Regions from separate parts of the Sus scrofa genome. Here region 2 is linked to region 1. The links are chromatin contacts, called in public Hi-C maps. All regions are on one chromosome and are shown on one strand. Each heading gives the region's core, a stretch centred on a gene start, on an enhancer-like site or on the middle of the called end of the contact. The rest is flanking DNA. Distances are from core to core; before and after follow the strand shown.

Region 1 (2,700 bases), core at 13-2,512:
AAAGGTCAGGTGAAAAATCCGTGGGGTGGGGATAGGGGTGGGCCACTGGTTCTCCGCCTCTGGCATTCACCCTTTCAATATTGCGCTCTCCCTTGGCCTCAGAAGAAGTCGGGTTGTCTAACCTTAATCCCCCATGTTGTCGCCAGACCGGAGGCCTGGGGGCGAGTGAAGCGAGCACACCCGCCCCTCAGAGGCCCAGGCTGCAAAAAGGAAAGCTCTAGGGGCGAACCTCCAGCGCCAAACTCTGGCCCTCGCGCTCTGGCACTGCCCGTCTAGGCATAGAGGGCGCACCCTCCCTACGCCCCGCAATCCCGGTGGAGGTCTCTCCCGAGGCCGTGGGTCCGGGGCGGAGGGAGGAGGTGAAGAAGGACAGGGTAGCAGTGGTGTGTCACTGGAGACTTGGTGGGAGGTGAGGGTCTTGGTTCCCAGTCTGGTCCATCCAGGGTCTCAGGGGCAAATAGCCCCCTTCCCTCCGCTCAAGGGGTGTGAATGTCTGTGACTGGGAGGAGGGGTCACTGCTGGGGGCGGTAGGACCACGGGAGGGACGGAGACGGCTGGCCGTCCCTGCCCAAAGTGGGGCCTGGGGGCTCGGGCTCTCCTTCTTCTCACAGAGATGCCAGCGGGAGGACCCCGAGAGTTGGCCCTGGGTATGCCAGGGAGTCGGTGCGAGGCAGCCTGGGCCTGAACGTGTGGGAGTGTGCACAGCGGAGACCTGGCCGAGGCTGAGTGAGAGAGTGAGTGTGAATGAGCGACCCCGGGGAGGTTGAGTGCGCGCCCAGCGGCCCTGGGGGATCCCGCGGAGTGGGTGTGGGTGTGGGTGCGCGCGCGTTTTTGAGACCCGCGGTCAGGGCTGCGCGTGAAGCGCGGGGACCACGGCCGTCTGGAGGGCGTTCCCGAGGAAGGGCGATTGCGAGCGGGCCACGCGTGCCAGTGCGGGCGAGTGTGCCCGCGGGGGGAGGGTGCGTGCCAGCGCGAGGCCAGTGGGAGTGGGGGCTCACAGGCCTGCGCAGGGTGAGTGTGCCCGCGCGAGTGGGGCCGCGCGTGCCGGGCGCGGGAGCGTGCCACAGCGGAGGCGCGCGGGGGCCGTGGCCGGGAGGGGGTCGTGGCGCGCGGCCGCGGAGGCGGGGGAGACAAGGCGGGAGGGGGAAGGGAGCGAGGGCGCGCGCGGCCGAGCGGGCGCCCGCGGTCACATGGGCGAGGGAAGGAGGGAGGGAGCGCGCGAGGGAGGGAGGAGGATGGGGGGGTTAAAGCCTCCGAGCGCCGAGGAGCCGGTGCAGAGCGGGCGGCGGCGGCGGCAGCGGAGGCGGCGGCTCCAGCCGGCGCGGCGCGGGGCTCGGGGCTCGGCGGCGGGATCCGGCAGCAGTGGTAGCTTCGCGCTCCCTGCCGGGGCGGTCGAAGGGCGACGTGTGGAGCCCCGGCGGTCCGAGGGCGCGGTGAGTACCCTGCACGGACCGCGCGCGGCCGGACCTTCAAACCCTCGGGCTGACCGACAGACCCGCGGCCCTCGTGCGCGCGGGAAGAGGGAGGGGACATGAGTGGGCCCGAGACCGGGGTGGAGGGGGACAGGAAAGTTCACGGGAAACTTTACGCGTAAGCTCGGGGGCGGGGGCGCTGGAGAAGCGGCCCCCCATGTCCGGGCGCGCCGCGGGTTGGGCGTGGTGGTGGTGGTGGTGGTGGGGGCGGACAGTCGGCCGGCGGGAGGTGGCAGGGGCCGATTGCCCTCTCCTCCCAGTTCTCCCTCACCCCTCGGCAGCGCGCGCAGGGTCTGGGAAAATTCCGGAGCTGGGGGGTCGCAGTGACCCCCGCGCGCCCAGAGGCGGCTTCCTTCTCCAGCAGGAATCTGGACTTCAGATCGCCCAGGGGTGTGAACGGACGGTTGCGCGTCTGCCAGTGTCTGTGTGTCCGTGTGAATCCGCGCGTGTGTGTGTGTGCGCGCGCGTGTGTGCCGGCGTGAGGCTGTCTGTGGTTCCCTCGTGAGTCCGCCTGGATGTGTGTCCATTTAGTGGGTTTCCGCCGGTATCTCTTTGTAAGCCCTCCTGTGTTGTGTGTCCATGTGAGTCCGCTTGTGGTCTCTCCCCGTCTCTTTGTGAGTCTGCCGTTGTGTGTCTCCTCTAGTGCGGCTCGCCAAGAGCCGGCCTGGGTGTCCCTGTGTTGCTCAGAGTAGTGTATCTCCCTGTGCGTGGGGGCTGGGCCGCAGGGAGGTCACCAGACGGACAGCTCTCCTCCCCGGCTCCTCGCCTCTCCTCCCGCGTCTAGCTCTCGCTCTCGCCCGTTCCCTCGGCCCCCTCCCCCCTTCAGTAGCTTCAGGCGGGCAGGACTATTTCACGCCTTGTTGAAAATTCAGGATTTTCTTTCTCTTTCCGTCTAGTCTTTCTCTCTGAGAAGCGTCTGTGTGTGTCTGTGGCTGGCAGCTTGTCTGCAGCATTGGGTGTGTGTTTGCGTGCCGCTGTAGGAGTGCGTGTCTGCAACACTAGTTGTTCTGCTTGTAATACTTGGTATATTTGTGTGTCACTGAGGATGTGCGTGTGGCGGTAATCACTGAGGTGGTGGGAGTATGAAGTGCCGGCTGTGTTTGTGCATCTATAATTGCAGTTTGTCCAGGGGGTCTTGACTCTGGATGTGATGGTGTACCAGTGCCTATGTGGGGATGATGGGGCTTGAACAATTGAATAGTCCTGTGGCTGTAGGCTAACCAGGGCT
Region 2 (2,700 bases), core at 14-2,513, 61 kb after region 1:
GCAACACCAGATCCGAGGTGTGTCTGCGACCTACACCACAGCTCAGGGCAACGGCAGCACGGGATCCTTAACCCACTGAGCAAGGCCAGGGCCGAAACCTCATGGTTCCTAGTCCCTTCGTTTCTGCTGCACCACAAAGGGAACTCCGACACCACCCTAATTCTGGTAGGCATTTGGATCTGTATCTAGAATTCCAGAGATAAATTAATGCTAGATTTGAGAGAACCGAGAGACTTCATGTGCTTATCCATGGAGAACAGTCAAGGGGAATGAGAAAAGGGTCCATTCAGAACACTAGGAATCACTGGCATATGAGGTAGGATAGGAAGGTCTGCCTGATGGCTCCTGCCCAAGCTCCTCTTAGGAGAGCTTCTAGGATGGATGTAGTCATGACTGGTCCCATTCCAGCCAGGGCTGAGCCATCCCTCAGAATAGCCTCATTCCTCTCTGTCCTAGGCTCCCCTACAGCAGAACAAAGTACAAGTCTGTGACCAACACTGGGTTGGAACTCAACAGATGTGTCCGGACAACTTATGCTGGCACGGCTGCTCACACCTCCTGGGATCGGGGCATATTGGAGCCAACTACAGACTCTTTGAAGTGGGGAGTGGGAGTGCACGTCCGTGAGCAGAGGGGTCTTCCAAGACCAGGAGGTTCTGTCTCCTCCCAGATGTGGGGTCCCAGAGCCTTCCTCCAGATGACGGGAGCAGAGACCTCTCAAAGATATTGAAGAGCGGTCTTCTGAAGTAGAGGAACACAGAGGCTTTGGCCTTGTTGAAATATTGCGCAGATCTTGTGTGGAAGGTGCAAGAAACCCCGGCAAGTAGGTGGGCCTCGCCCCCACCCCTTTCCCTGGGGAGGAATACAGCCGAAGTAGCCCCTTCAGTCCTCTTCCCTTCTCCGCCCCCTCCTGCACGAGGGGTGGGCCAGTCTTCGCCCAGCGCACCACCAATGGCAAGGGATCCTGGCACGGCCAGCCAATTGAATGGCGGCAGCGGCGAGGGGATGGCTCCGCCTCCAACAGGCTGCCGGCCGCTGGCCTCCCAAGAGGCGGGACTCTTCGCTGTTTTTGCTGCCGGCCGAGCCTGGCCGAGCCCAGCCGAGAGACCAGCCGAGCCCAGCCGAACCTTGCCGAACTTAGCCGAGCCCAGCCGAATCCCGCGCCCAGACTGCTGCCGCCGCCGCCCGAGCGCCGCCGTGCGAGCGAGCGGCCACGGCCGCGGAGGAGGCGCCGCCCCAGGGGGAGGAGGTGCCCGCTCGCCGCAGACCGCCCGCGGCAGAGGCCGCCCCGGTCGCGCCGCGGCGGGAGCGGCCGGCGGAGGCTGTACGGCGAGGGGGAGGGCCGGGGGAGGGGACGTCACCCCCGCCCGCCTCCTGCTGCCCCCCGCCTGCAGGCTCCCAGCTTCAATCGGCGCCCAGCATCCCGCTGCCCCAGACCTTCCCGCGGGCGCGCACCGGGCTCAACTCAGGTAAGAGGGGCCCTCCATCACAGGCACGGGGACGTGAGATAAAGAAACACGGACTCCCCCACAGAGACACAGCCGGGGAGAAAGAGAGACAGACACAAAGACAGACATACAGGAGACGCACAGAACTACAGAGACAGACCCTACGGAGAGGAGAGAGACACGTCCACAGGGACAGATGGACACACAGCGGGGAGGAAAGAGGGGGAGAGATACAAGAGATCCATACACAGACAGGGAGAAAGAGATGGACAGAGACTTACAGAGATACACAAAGAGACTGGGAGAGAAACAAGACACTCAGACACTAAGAGATGGGGACACACAGAGAAACGTATAAAGAGAGCCACCTAGAGAGACAGGTATACAGAGGCAGAGGCGCACATCCAGACAAGGGAACCAAGGGACAGAATAAGAGCCAGACATACAGACACACGCACCTGACCTGGAGAGACAGCCTTAGGGAGCGGAGCACCTAGGTACCTAGTCTTGGATACACAGATCCATACATGCCTGCCAGGCCTCCACAAAGTTCCCTCTGTGTGAGCTGGCGCCCCTGGAGGTCTCCTGGGCTGCTTGGCTAGCGTCCAGAGAGGTGGGAGGCGCCCAGGCCACACCGAAGCTGGTCACAGTACCCACCCTTGGAGGCCTTGGGCTTCCTCAATCCCACACACTCACGCGGTGCTTTTGTGGGCTGGATGCTCAGGGGGCAGGGCCAGGCCATGCCCACAGGGTCAAAGGAGAATGAGATACAGGCTGCCTACTCCAGCTTCCCCACTGTGGCCACGCCCCCATCCAGGTGCCCAGAGCCAGGTGTTGGCTCTAGGGGACCTGCTGGGAGGCCAGAGATGTGGGAGGGGGCTCTCCTCTCTACCCCTCTTTTCCTAGGCCTCACCCTGTCCCTTCCTCCTCACCACCCTTGCCTTTGCTCTGTCCCCCCCACCCCCAATCCCCCCACAGGCTCAGGACTGCAGGTGGACGTCTCCACTGTCCAGGAATCATTGAGTGTGTGGACCAGACAGCCTCCCTGGAAGGCCGGCTACCCCGGAGTCCCGCCTCGGCATGGGCCTCGCCATCGGGGCAGCTCCTGGGTCTGTGCTTGTCTGAGGGTGCTGCCCGTCATGGGGGCAGCCATCTCCCAGGGGGCCCTCATCGCCATCATCTGCAACGGCCTCGTAGGCTTCTTGCTGCTGCTGCTCTGGGTCATTCTCTGCTGGGCCTGCCACTCCCGCTC

The links. A called contact is a pair of places that touch in the nucleus more often than the background predicts.
Region 2: a Hi-C map of liver shows a contact between it and region 1, with 7 times the contacts expected there. The contact joins the promoter of ENHO here to the promoter of CNTFR in region 1. A contact is called at or near these places in 5 of 47 Hi-C or Micro-C datasets (fetal skeletal muscle, heart right ventricle, liver and 1 more) and 1 of 2 datasets of contacts at active chromatin or transcription factors (skeletal muscle).

What each region holds. Positions count from the first base shown.
Region 1 is chr10:32,210,547-32,213,246 of Sscrofa11.1, forward strand. CNTFR (ciliary neurotrophic factor receptor subunit alpha) reads left to right here and starts at 1,263. Exons shown (of 11, transcript XM_021064676.1): 1 at 1,263-1,433.
Region 2 is chr10:32,271,873-32,274,572 of Sscrofa11.1, forward strand. It overlaps ENHO (energy homeostasis associated), which reads left to right and starts at 1,264. Exons shown (of 2, transcript NM_001164858.2): 1 at 1,264-1,469; 2 at 2,427-2,700. The coding sequence starts at 2,588.